3 separate regions of the Mus musculus genome follow, and all the other regions are linked to region 1. A link is a contact called in public HiChIP or PLAC-seq data. All regions are on one chromosome and are shown on one strand. The core of a region is the stretch at or near the end of the contact, and the rest is flanking DNA. Distances in the headings are between cores, read along the strand shown. Region 1 overlaps Robo2 (roundabout guidance receptor 2). Region 2 has its middle 200 kb from the start of Gm22163. Region 3 has its middle 28 kb from the start of Gm25699.

Region 1 (4,147 bases), core at 1,550-4,049:
AAAGAAAACTTTGGACTAGACAATATGAGCATTCCTGACCTTACCATCCATAAGAAACGATTACATTCTGTTGAGCAAACTGCATGTGTTCTATGCCTGTGTTTTGTTTTGGATGGAGTGATACATTGATGAAGTATGAAATGGGCAAATATTCCAAGGCTGTGGCTCTGTTCTCCTTTCTCTCATTATTAATAACTGGCTTTGCAATAGGCTTCTTTTGTGAGTACTAAGTGGAGCTGCTAGGGAAAGCAATGCGAGACCCTGACCTTGAGAACTGGAATCCTGTGCAGCACTGTGGCTTTAGCAGCCGTGTTTAAGTGGCTGTGGCTAGGATTGGTGTATGATCTCGTTCCCTTGTTTTTGGTCGCAAGCTTTTTTAGAAATTAGCTAATGATCATGGGACATAACTCAAGTATTCCATTACACTACATTTAAATCCAAACAGCAACCACCAAGTTGTAAACATCCTGGAATTGAAGGGATTTGTCCAAAACTTCTGGCATGAACTAGAATTAATTAACATGTCTGTATGCACCATGAAAACGGGAGGTATCTTTGGAATCAGATATCATTATCGTTTCTTTTAAAGTGTGTAAATTTTTAGAAGCCAAGGTCAGAGGTATGTGTTCCCGGGTACTAGCAAATGATAAAAATGATAAAATATGCTTAAAATAATTTGTTGAAATGTGTGAAAACTAGAATGTAATTTCCAAAATTGCACTACATTAAGGGGAATTTAAGATGAATTTAACAGCAAACCTTCTGACTTTGGCTTGAGAACTTTAAAGGGAATGCTTGTGTGTTGCCAAATAACAGTGTTGTAGTTACTGAAAGCCATGTGCATTGTTGATCCACTCAATTATACAGAGCATTTCATTTTCCTCAGTTGCACACAACAGCCTCTGTGTCTAAACATTCATATACATTTCAGCAACACATACATTTATTAACCAAATGCTGTTTTATCTTTCTCACTCTTATTATGGGTTGTGGGAGAAGCTGAATACAAAAGAGAAAAAAAAATCAATTGCATTGCTACTTTTCCTTTAAAGCAGGGCTTCATGGTTTTGTTCAATCAGCCTAGACCTAAATATGTGCCCCAGACATGCCTTCAATTAATTCAAGGTGATCCTCTTGCTTCAGCCTCCAGAGTGCTGGGCATACATGCATGTCTGTGTAGACTGTAAACCCATACAAAGCAATACCATCACTGGGGATATCAGTAAGTATCATACATAGCATGCACAGAGTTCTGGGTTTGATTTCCAGTATGAACTTGGTGTAGTGGCCCATGCTGCTGGAGGTAGACAGAAGCCTGTCAGACTTTCAAGGTTATTCGCTATCTACTACACTGGAAATTCAGGACAACTTGGCTTAGAAACTTTTGTCTATCAAAGCAAGGAGAGGAAGGAAGGATCAAAAGTAGGCAGGCTGTGCTGGTGATACAATACTAATTAATTTTGTCCCCACCCCACCACAAAAACATAAAATTTGGAAAAAAAAAAAAGAACATTTCCTTTGGCAGTGACAAAATGACCTTTGCCACCGAAACTTTGTTTTTATCGTTAATTTTTAGAGATAGGCTCTCACTATTGAAGATGTCATGGAGCTACCTATATAGTTCAGGGTGGCCTCAAACTCACCGAAATCCACCTGCCTGCCAAGTCCTAAGAGTAAAGGGATGTGGCTCTGTGTGTGGTCTGCATATTTTTTCTCTTTACAATCTTAATTTTGGGTTGAAAACCAGCAATACAAAAACATTCAGGTTGTGCATGGCCCCTACACTTCCAAACATTGAAGCAGTCCTTTGGTCTCTTCTCCCCAAAGCATGGTCATTGTGTTTGGTGACATTGCAACTTTAAAATAAGATATACTCTCATGCTTCACTCTCATTGTGGTGATTTGAAAACTTGAGTGGTGTCAAATTTTAATGTATGACAGTAATATCTGAAATAATATATTTATAACATATGGGTACTTATTTGGCAGCAAATACAGATTTTTTCATTGGACTGTCTAGATTCATGGGTATAAAGTGGGAATAAAAGCAAGGCCTACCCCTGCTTTTAAATTTTTACAGGACACTCATAGTTTCAGAAGAAAAAATTCCAAGCTCAGAAGTCTTCTTGTATTTTGTGAGATTCTCACATCCATGTCAATGGTTTGTTAGAAATTTTGGAATTTTCTAGGCTTTTGTTGGCTTCTGTAATGTGTCTTCTTATGTTGAAATTAAATTCCAAGGTAGCCCAACTTTTCTCAAGATGTTATTTTTAAATCATTTTAACCAGGAACTGAACATAGCACACAAATAAGAGAGCCAGACAAATGCTTTTATAGGCTCATTTCTGGCGGATTCAATGCTAAGGTTTATAGTCAGGGATTGCTCCAGGAATGTATACATATTTTTTGCACTTGCAATGATCCAAGAACTGAACACATATATTCCTTGGAGGATGGAGGTTTTGAGCTATAAGAGGTCACTAAGAGGGTGCACTGAGAAATCAAAACTAAGCCTTTGAATCAATTGACTGGCCTAGCATTTGAAAGCCAGCTACATAGCAAGTAGACCAGCTGATATTTAGTTCGAGGGATTGTTCACATTCACATAAAACAAAATTATTTAGCATTTGCTGAATCCTTCTTGATAATCAATTTGGGATCAGATGCAAAAGAACATGTGTCTGCTTTGTACGAAGCCAAATTCTTCTGTTTTTCCCTTAGAGCAGAGGACATGCCTTCTTCCCTGGCTGATATCGGTTGCTAGGAGAAGTGCACTGGGTTGCTTGCTTCATATCCATCAGTAAAACTAAAGAGTGCATTGAGTGAGCGAAAAAGGCAGAACACAACAGAGGCCATGAATCATGACTTGACTCCAAAGTGTCCACTTTGGTCCCACTTTCTCTCTCCTTTTTTTCTTTTTTCCTGTGAAAACTTTTGTTTTTAGCAATGATGCTTTCTTTCAGCCATTATCCTTAATCCTTCTGGTGCCTGAGGGGAGGAGAACCACTAAAGGGTGGCTGTGCTGTTAAGAGTCCACTCAGAGCCATAATAAAAGCCTTGAGAGTTATTCATGGGCCACATGAGCAAGAATGCCCTTCTCAGTGAATAGCTTCAGTCAGCCACCATTGAGATGGAGTGATTAATACCTTCTGCTTTTAATGGGGGGAAAGGCAGGAAAGAAAGGTCTTCGTACTACTTTGACCATTTTGCAAATCAGATTTTATACATGTGTCCACACTTTTGACTACTAAGTGGCTAAATGTCCAATACCTGCGGTAGTCTTTTTCAAAGCTTAGTGTTTTATGAACTGTTAATTGTGACGACTGTCAAATGAAATAAAACAGTCAAAATATCCCCAGATGTACTATAAAAAAATTAGTCAGCCTATCTCACATCTTGGCAATGTTTGTCATGACACTGGAGTAAAAGTCTCTTCTTCGCTGTGGTGTTTAGGCAGATCTGCTTCACAATATCCAAATAGCAATTCAGTTTGTTTGATAAAGAAACTAATTACAGTGCTCTGGAGAGTTTAGAGAAACATGTAATGAGAGGGTGTTCTGGGTGGCAGGTGTTAGTTATCCCAGGGCACTTAGATTTAAAGTACTTGAGGTTTTCCTAGTTGTTACTTAGATGTATGTATGCAGAGTATACGTGAATATTTTAAATATGGGAGAGTTTTGCATAAATAATTGCAGAAGACCTTTAGAAGTCTCATCACGCCCTTTTCGACTTTTTTTAAATTACATAGCATATATAGCATAGTTCAGATAAAACATGCTTGAGGATTAAAACTCTTGGTAATCGACTGACTACGAAGCTGCTCTGCTTTGGGAAGCCTGCGAGCAAGACTCAGGTCATGCGATTTGGTGATTCCCCTGCTGCGTTTCAGCTTGATACTGTCATCTGTTAAAGCCACGAAACGAAGCTTCTGTGTTCCTTGAATATGTTTTCCTTACCCCTCATTTTTATTTTTGAAGTGGCCTGCTTTTCCAATCATGCTGGCCATTTCCCCATCCAGCAATCCGTGCTTTCATCTAACCGTGAGAACAAGCAACATTTAAAACACCCTCATGCCGCTTCTTAGAGCCTGTTTTTCACTCCGTAGAGGTGAAATATCTTGTTAAGAGGTGGTAATACCCAAGGGCAA
Region 2 (4,459 bases), core at 1,691-4,190, 540 kb after region 1:
TTCTGATGTATGAACCTGAACCATATTTGTAGAGGAATTTTTAAAAAATATTGTTTAGTTATGTATATGAGTACATTGTAGCTGTCTTCAGAAAGACCAGAAGAAGGCATTGGATCTTATTACAGATGGTTGTGAACCACCATGTGACTGCTGGGAGTTGAACTCGGGACCTCTGGAAGAGAAGTCAGTGCTCTTAACCACTGGAGCCATCTTTCCAGCCCTCAAAGAGGAATTTTCATCCAGCAACATGGTTACTCTGGCAAGGGATCATATCCAAAGACCTAGGCCTGTGTGATCCCGCTGGAAGGCAGACATGCCCTTAACACATACCTTTAATTCTTCTGGCTAGAATGCACACCTTTAGCACACAGCTTTAATCTCAAACAATGTCTAATTGAGGGGAAGACAAAATGATGAATCAGAAAGATTTGGCAGAATGAGTCAGAGATAGACTACTCCCAAATCTCATGAGAACTGACAGGAAGGAGGCTACTTGGTGTAGGTGGGTTGTGGAGCAGGGTGGGGGAGGATATAGGGGACTTTGGGAGAGGAAACTAGGGAAGGGGATAGCATTTGAAATGTATGAATGAAGAAAATATCTAATTTTTAAAAATGTATTATTTAATTGCAGGGTTGACAAGCTAACCCTCCAGGCATATGATTTCCTTTGTAAATAAAGTTTTATTAGGACACACACACATACTAAGAGCAATGCAGGAAAAGAGGTAGGGCTGAGTTCATTTGAGCTGAATGAAGTTCTGTTGAGTCCAGTTCAGTTGAATTCAGGCTCTGCAATGGAATTCAGATGAGTTTTTGTCCAGTGCAGTTTGGAGAAAAAACAGTTGAGTTTGGTTGTGTTCAATTCTGAGACAGGTTTTACCAAGACGGTTTTACAGAGACAGATTGTAGAGAGAGCAAGCCAGACACAGGTGAAGATAGAATGAGCCAGAGAAAGAGGAGACAGAAGATTAGGACAAATTAGAAACAGATGTTAGTTTGAAGCTAAGCATATTCTGTGAGAGGAGTAGAGAGAAGTCAGTTTGAATCAGTCATCTTTGAGAGGAGTTTTGAGCCAGAACTGCTGAGTTGAACCAGCTAGCCAGAGCTCAGAAAGAGCTAGAAAGGCAACATTTACACATATTTATCATTTGTGGGCTTGAGTTGTCATAAAACCTACTTTAAAACCATTATAATCCAACATGAGATAAATTAAATACATACATACATACATACATACATACATAAATACTATTCATTAGGAATAACCCTTGTTATTCATGCAATGGGTACACTAGTTCTGGAGAAAGGAGATGTATTACAGAGACTGGAAACAGGCTAACAAGAGGGACAAGACTGGAAGAGGGAAAGGATGACCAAGGCAGAAGAAGCATGTTTGTCGATCTGTTTATCCATTATATTACAGAATCATCTTTGATAAATAAAACAGGTAATGGATAAGAGATCAAAGGATGAGAGGTGTGGCGATCCATGGCTTTTGGTAGGTTTTGTACGAATACTTCATCGATGAAATGAGCCACACTTCACCTGGATATAGAAGGAGGATAAAGGAGCCCACAAATCAACACTCTCTTTTCATCCTAATAACTTAGTTCTTATTTTTATGAGAATATTGACTATGTCTTCCCCCAAATATAAGAGACTGTTAAATCACAAGTAATTAGAAAACAATTGATAATAAAAAGCTACCTGTTCTCTAGGTTGTAGCAGGGTATGTGTTTACAAAGACAAAACATATCTTGAAGAGAGAGCAAACATAGCCACTAAAAGCAACTCTACATGACAAATAATGAACAATACTGAACAATAATTGAGAAATCTATATTGGCAAATTTTACTAAAATATCTTTATTTATCTCCCCACAGATTTGTTTTTCCCAACAATTCAAATACCTTTTCTTTTGTCTTGCCATTTCTCTAAAACATTTGGTGTTCTTTGTTGAAGATACAGAAGTTGCTATTCTAAGTAAACTTCTAATAATTGCTTATTTTCTAAGTATCTTCTATGGGTATATGATGTGTGTGTGTTCCTATATTTGTATCTGCCTTTCATTTCTTTAGACAAGCACCATTTCCCTGAAGAACTTAAGGAACTGATTCTTTTTCTCTCAACATTAACTTATGTGATTGATCCATGCATGTTCATGCAATTGTTAATTTATTGAGGCCAATTTTTTTTTTCTCATCTCCAACTTCTGTTCTTAGCTCAGAACTTGGGAAGACGCCTCTCAATAAACAAGGAAAGCAAAGGTGATTGGGAAGAATGAAGTTAACCCTGGGCTTAGCACATCATCCATTGAGGGCAGCTGACTCTCTCTCCCAGGACACTACCTCTGTGGGCAAGTGACTTTGTGCCAAATAAACACAGAGTTTGAAAATGTAAACCATAGCCTTGGTACAGAATTAGCCCCATGTGACTGCCAAACATTAGCTCTCAGGGCCACATCTAGTCTTAAGGGAAGGAGTCAGGCCTCTATGTCTCAGCAATCTCTAATATTGTAAGAGTGTACCTGATTGCACAGAGGTGAAATGCAGCCAGGAATATTGATGTTTAACAATTCCATTAACAGAACTCTCATTAGGGTAAGGAGCTAAAAATGAATCCCACTATTCCTTAATAACCAGAAGAAAGAATCAGAAGTGAGTTTAATTTAATTTGACTTTAAGGAATTGCAGGGTTGTGCAGCAAGCTGTGAACAGTCTGCTTTAGAAAGGGCTGTGTGGTGTGTTCAAGCTGAGGAGAGAGAGAGAGAGAGAGAGAGAGAGAGAGAGAGAGAGAGAGAGAGAGAGAGAGAGAGAATATCTGTGTGTCTTCTGGGCATTTTGGATCAGTGTGCTCATTAGCAAAGCTTTCTCAGTGTGGCAGCTTTGCATTAGAGAAGGCTGCAAGGTCACACGCTGTAGAGTCTCAAAATACAACCCAGCAGAGCCATTCCAGAAACAGTTTGGGAGTTTCTCCTTGAACTCCAGTACTTTCTGTATTAGACTATTTACATTTGAAACACATTGTGTCAGTCAAGGGAAAGAAGATAGACATCAAGTGGCTTGAGGACCCTAATATACCACTTAGAAGCGAGCCACCAGCTGTGGCAGCTGAAGGATAAGAGAAGAATACAATCTTAAAAAAAAAAAAGTAAAATAAATAAATAAATAAAAAACCCTCTGAAACATAAAAGAAAAATTACAGTGTGCCTGGCTTGATTGTCTACTGTACAGAGGCAACTGACACGGACTAGAATCTGCGGCCTTGTAGCCCAAGAGCCTTCAAGATTATCTAAATTACTCAGGCTTGAAATGAGAAAACGTAGGCCTCGGCTTGTATGTAGACAGACACAAACACTTTGTTTTTTTGTCAATCAAACTTGAATACCGGTTCTCCCTGCAAACCAGTATCTTAAAACCGACCCAAAACAAGGTGACACGAAAAAAAAAAAAAAATAGAATCTTCTTTCTTGCTGAATATGGAGAGCTGAGATCTCTAATCATAATATTCATTAAAAAAGTATATTATGATATCCCTCATGATCCTAATATTATCAATATTGAAGCTCAGTACTGTTGTTTTGATGGCAGACAGTGGTGCTTGGAAGTTTGTAATCCTTAGGCAAAATTCTGATTTGCTGCTGTGTATGATCAAGTGTTGGTGGCAGAACATTCCCTGAGGAGATGATCTGCCCCTCTTGCTTTCAGCCTTCAGCTAAGAGAAACATGTCTGCCCCATCCATTAAAGGCTGTTGCCAGCTTTCCTAAAGAAATAAGAGAACAAAGCAGTTAATTTTGATTTTGACTAGGTGTGTGTCATTTATAAAATGAAAGTCCTCAGGCTTACAGGCATGTGCCTTTAATCTCGGTACCTGGGAGACATACAAAGAGGTTTCTGTGTGTTCAAGATGAGCCCGATGTCACAAGCAACTTACAAGACAGCCAGAAATCCACAGTAAGGCCAAAACTCAAAACAGATGAAAATTATTGGGGTAAAACCCCTCTCAAACATAAAAATGTAAAACTCCCAAAAAACATAAAAACAAAAACACCAACAATTTTTTTTTTTACAAGGCAGGGGCTCATAGTCCTCAAGCGGGCCCACCATGCCTCTCTGTGGGCTAAAAAGTGTGGGAACAACCTATTACACTCATTTCCTGAGTGTTGAAATGGCAACTTAGGCCAGGAAACAAATCCCAGGCTTCCTTTAGCATGCTAAGCACTCAACCAATTGAGCCACATTTCCAAACTTAAACTCTTATGTTGCATCTAAAACTTCCTCATTCATTGATCTACTTAAGTCCCACTTACTATGTAGAGCATTCTGCCTCCACACCCTACAGGAGGGCTTCAAAAATAGTATTTAAATGAGAGATATTTTGTTGAGTCGAATTCAAAGGTGTGGAGAGTTGGTAAATTAATCTTTGTGGAATGGTCCCAGAAATTCCACTGCTGGCAG
Region 3 (4,768 bases), core at 2,191-4,690, 950 kb after region 1:
GATATCTTTTGTTCATATTACCTTATAAGCTGCCACTCCAAAAATACACCTAAGTTAGTGTTTTGTTTCTTCTTTCTTACTCCATGGTTTGGTGGGCTCAACTGCTCAGGTCCCTCCTTGGTGTGGTACTAGATAGACTTCATCACATGATTACCTTCAGCTGCAGTGAACCAAGGGCTGGGTGACCAGGCAATCCCCATTGCCATGCCTGGGAGGTGGAGTTGGCTATCACCTGTGTATTTGAATATCCTCCTTGTGGCTTCTTTCCCTTCACTAATTTAGACTCATTACCTCCCTGCAAGGAGACTGGCTTTCAACAGAACAAGCCCGAAGCTAACAAAGCCCCCAAAAGCTTGGACTCACAGTGGTCTCAATAGCACTCTTATCTCTTCCTGTGTTTCAAAGCAAGTCATAGAGTGGGACTACACTGCAAGGGAGGGAAATACTCTTTACCATTGAGTAGGAAAACAGGCATACTGCTAGTACTGCTGTAGAAATGGATGTACATTTGATGTCTGTTTTAAAAGACAGGCCTTCCACCTCATGTGGGGCTGACCTATGACAAAGTCATTGTAAAGACAATTGTATATATCGAAATGAAGAAGTATATTGGGACTAGAAAGATGCTCAGTGGTTAAGAGCACTTCCTAAATTGCCAGAGAATCTGAATTTGGTCTCCAGCACCTTCATGGTGGCTTTCATACCTACATACTCCAGACCCAGGGTATGAAAAGTCCTCTTTTGGTCTCCATCAGCACCGGGCATGCATGAAGTGCACATATATGCAAGCAAAGCACTTACACACATAAAATCAAAATAAAATCATTTTTTAAAAAATTGAAACATAAAGCATATGTAGTTAACAAACTTTCTTAACATTCCCCCCGCCCAATTATCCAGTAGAGTTACCTGCAAATGGTTTTCTTTTAAGCATTCAGCAAGTTTATCCTTGAGTCAGTAAACGACGAGAAGCACTAGTCTAGGTAATGGTATATCACCTTCTCCTACTCACTGGAGGGAGAATGAAGAAATTTAAGTATCAGGCATATTTATTCAAATATACCAGTTCAAATACTAATCTGTATGGATCAATCTGCCCTAATTGAAACTACACAAAGCACAATATTATCAACACCAAACATACTAAGTCTCTGTCACTAGAGTTTTGCATGAAAAGTTAATCACGTAAGCCTTAGTTCTTAAAGATCCTTAAAGGAAAAGTTGCTAGAAAATAAAGCTAATGAGGGTGTTTGTTGTTTTCTCCTTTGTTACAGTTCTTTTTGTTTTGGTTTTGTTTTTAACGGAATGTTGTCTTTTCCTAAGAAGGCTAAGAAGGTTGTGATCAATCAGGGCGATAAATTACCAGGATCAACTATCAAAAATACAGAAGTGAGGGAGTCCCTGTGTCTCCAAATGCCTAAGTAAATAAACTCACGCAATGGGACAGGGAATGTTATCACAAAATTTCAAGTGCTGGTGATGAATGTTCTGTTGGGCCACATCCCTGCTTACTTTCCCACAATGCTTCTGTCTCTGCAGGTAACAGTGGGATTTAAGATTCATTATATAACAAACACTTAGAAGATGTGAGATTGACAGTCAGATTTTTTTGAATATAGATCATACTACTTTATGTCCTTTGATTTAATGTGTGTAGTAGGTAGGGACTACAGATGGGCTATGGGTCTATTGGGGATGTGTCTGTCCATATAGTGTATATATGCATAATCCATCAACATAGTTATAATACAGAGGACATTTGTTCCCTTAAACCTAGGTGAATCTCATGAGAGTACTCAAAACTGATTATAGAATTTTTCAGAAAGATAATAAACCACACGTATTAAGTTCATCTCAGAATGCAAGTGAAAATATTTGAATATGTTTTAATTGAATTAGAAAATATGTTAAATCGGTAGCCATAATACTGCCTCCCATCCCTCATAGGGTCATGCCTTAATGCCTAGAAGCAGAGCACTTCTAAAATAGGGTTTCCTCATCTCCTTTCAGGAGAAACAGATCGGAACACATTTTCACCTTTTTGTGTCTCGAAATGCTGGTGAAGTATTCTAGTTTCTAATATGTGTGTTAGAGAAGAATTGTAGCTCCCAAGAATAGCTAGGAAAAAGAATTGAGGAAGTGGGAAGGGAGCATTTCAAAGAATATCTTGTTTCTCAGGCTCTTGCAGTCTTCTATTGTTCACAGAATATACTATGTCAGAGCACTATATCTATGTGTCCTTCTGAGCCCACACAGTGCCACCATACTAGAATTAACAAACCCTTCCACACCCTCCTGCCCCCATTACCATGGTGTCTCTTCCCCAGTCCTTTTCACAAAACTCACTTCCATCAAATTCTTTCATAATAAAGAAAAAAAAAATCTTTGTTTTGATGCTGTTGCATGGACGCTATTGCATGGGTTCTTTACAAAGCACACATGTGTTTAAAAACTTGGCATACAAGATGAATATCGGGGGGAAAATCAGTGTCCTATGAGATCCTTAAGCAAATTATAAAATGGGTGGTCTCTATTGAGTGCCCTCTCCCCAGCCTTCCTCCCAGGTCTGGAGGCAATGCTTTTTGAAGCTTTTTTATTTTTTTATTTTTTCCAACTTTGGCCATTATTTTCCCTGAAGATCCAACATTAGTCTCTCTAAAACAAAAGTGCTTATCAGTCCCCTTGTTTCTACAATTGATACCATGTAAGAAGAAAATAATTCAAATTCATTCACATTAAAGAATGACTGGCTGATAGGCTCAAATACCCCCATAATTATTTTTATTTTAAAACAAGGAGGTTATTAACCTAAATTGCACCCATTAGAGGAGCAGCTGGCATGCAGGGTGATGCTTCCGACGTTATATCTGTGTATGAGAAAGGAACCTTGTCACCCACTCTAATTCTAATTCATTTTTAGGTTATTAAAAAAGACCAGTTGGAATTAGAAAGGTTAAGTTACAACTTCTAAAAACATTTTAATATATGATTGTGCTTTCCATGGGAAATGAATGACTTTGAGTTAGGATGCCTTCTCATTATGCCTTGTTGGGAAGCATTGCATACCTAGTAAGGCAAGCTGATCCTGAAACTTTCCTTTGAACAAAATGATGGCAACACTAAATAAACAAAGATTTAATCACAGTTTTTTGAGTTTTTTTGGTTTTTGGTTTTTTTAAATAATACTTCCTTCATCCTATGTTTTAACAACGCCCATCACCTTGGAAATTGACTTTCCAAAAGAACGTTTCTGATTTGCTATGTTGAGAATGAAAAGAGAGATTTATGAGAAGGCCGACATTTGATCACTATGTTCATTTATTTTGTAAGGACAAATTCTAGCAAAGCCAGAACCAACTGTTAGGTACCCAAGAGTAGGCAGCTGCAGAAATTTACTTTACACGGAGTCAGTCTCGCACCACCAGTAAAAGGCCTTGGTTCTCACAGGAAGTTTAAGCCTGTCGCCTGGTCTGTGGTTTGCCTTTGAAATTGCACTTGCCGCTATGTCCTAAGTAAAATCAGACTGTAATTAAGGCAAGTATTCTGCCTACAAGAAAAGTAAGATCCAGTTACCAAAGGCAAGAACAATTTCTCCATTTTAATTGGCTGCATTAGCTATCCATCTACCATACGTGATGAAAGGGTACCAAATGAGGAAACCCGCTGTGGCAACTTCTGGTTATGGCTCCGGAAATTGCTGCTGCACTTACTTTAAATACAATTCCAAGCAGAGGGCAATTAATAAAAAGGATTGTGGCAGGAAAGCTTATTTTAAAATGGTACGATGAAATATGGGGCGGTACTGGCATTTCTGAGTGAGATGCTAGACTCACTGCAGAACTGGAAATGGCCTGCATCAAAGGAAACCTGACCAAAATTCAGCTCCGGTAACGAGTGGGTATAATGAGGGATCTAGTATTTCTACCATGCATTATTTGCCCATCAAGATGCGATGAGAGAAGGGATAGAGCAGGAGAGAGAGAGAGAGAGAGAGAGAGAGAGAGAGAGAGAGAGAGAGAGACAGAGAGAGAGAGAGAGAGCGCTAAGGAGAGAAAGAAGGGCATTAAAGGGACTAAAATCCATTTATATAAAGATATGAAGTTCTCAGTAATTTGTTTTGAAAGCATGCTTACTACTAAATAGCTGGAAGAAAAGCTTTAAGTTATGATTTGCATTATGATAGGGAACCTAGAGATGCATGAGATTTAAATTGAAACTATGAATGGCAGAATCATCCCATTAGGTTGATTAAATGGTTACAAAATCATTCCAAATTTGGGAACTACACTACTCTTACCTAAAAATAAGACATCTGACCCCTTGACTGCTGCAAAGGTTTCTAGAATGGATCGACTAACCTTTGGACATACCCACATCATAACTTTATGCCATATGTTTCAATGTTACCGTTTTAAAGCAAATTTTCTAGGTTGTCATTTGCATGAAGGAGACAGTAACACAGCCAAACACTTAGTCCAATTCTTAATACAGTCCAGATCCACATCCAGTTCTCTGTGGGGTAAGATTTAAGATTAGCCATTCATTTCAACATGTAAGATGAGAAGATACTGATATTCGACGCATGCATGTGGAAATAAATGAAAAAATAAGAGAGAGAATAGAATCACTCTACTTTTATGTAAAGTTTTCAGAGGACTGGTCCTGGTAACTGACTTTGGAACAGGCTACATTTGTCAAGTCGTAGCACGTGGCAAAGAATATTACATGGGTTAAGGTGGAAAGCGTCTTCTAGCTTGCTCTTAATAGA

What was found. HiChIP or PLAC-seq counts read pairs in DNA pulled down with a chosen protein or histone mark.
Region 2: a contact with region 1 is called in an H3K4me3 HiChIP or PLAC-seq map of embryonic basal ganglia, with 4 times the contacts expected there. The contact joins two enhancer-like sites. A contact is called at or near these places in 1 of 484 Hi-C or Micro-C datasets (cortical neurons) and 3 of 115 datasets of contacts at active chromatin or transcription factors (embryonic basal ganglia, embryonic hindbrain and embryonic limb bud).
Region 3: an H3K4me3 HiChIP or PLAC-seq map of embryonic basal ganglia shows a contact between it and region 1, with 7 times the contacts expected there. The contact joins two enhancer-like sites. A contact is called at or near these places in 2 of 115 datasets of contacts at active chromatin or transcription factors (embryonic basal ganglia and embryonic limb bud).

The regions. Positions count from the first base shown.
Region 1 is chr16:74,396,268-74,400,414 of GRCm38.p6, reverse strand. The region is part of intron 1 of Robo2 (roundabout guidance receptor 2); the gene reads left to right. Among named protein-coding and RNA genes, the nearest start is that of Robo2, 13 kb to the left of the region's middle. Within about 2 kb of position 2,799, at least 29 of the 459 cell types and tissues checked have an H3K27ac peak or open chromatin away from gene starts, as enhancers often do. A contact at or near this core is called in embryonic basal ganglia, where this site is marked.
Region 2 is chr16:73,857,437-73,861,895 of GRCm38.p6, reverse strand. No RefSeq gene overlaps it. Among named protein-coding and RNA genes, the nearest start is that of Gm22163, 200 kb to the left of the region's middle. Within about 2 kb of position 2,940, at least 5 of the 459 cell types and tissues checked have an H3K27ac peak or open chromatin away from gene starts, as enhancers often do. A contact at or near this core is called in embryonic basal ganglia, where this site is marked.
Region 3 is chr16:73,448,888-73,453,655 of GRCm38.p6, reverse strand. No RefSeq gene overlaps it. Among named protein-coding and RNA genes, the nearest start is that of Gm25699, 28 kb to the right of the region's middle. Within about 2 kb of position 3,440, at least 4 of the 459 cell types and tissues checked have an H3K27ac peak or open chromatin away from gene starts, as enhancers often do. A contact at or near this core is called in embryonic basal ganglia, where this site is marked.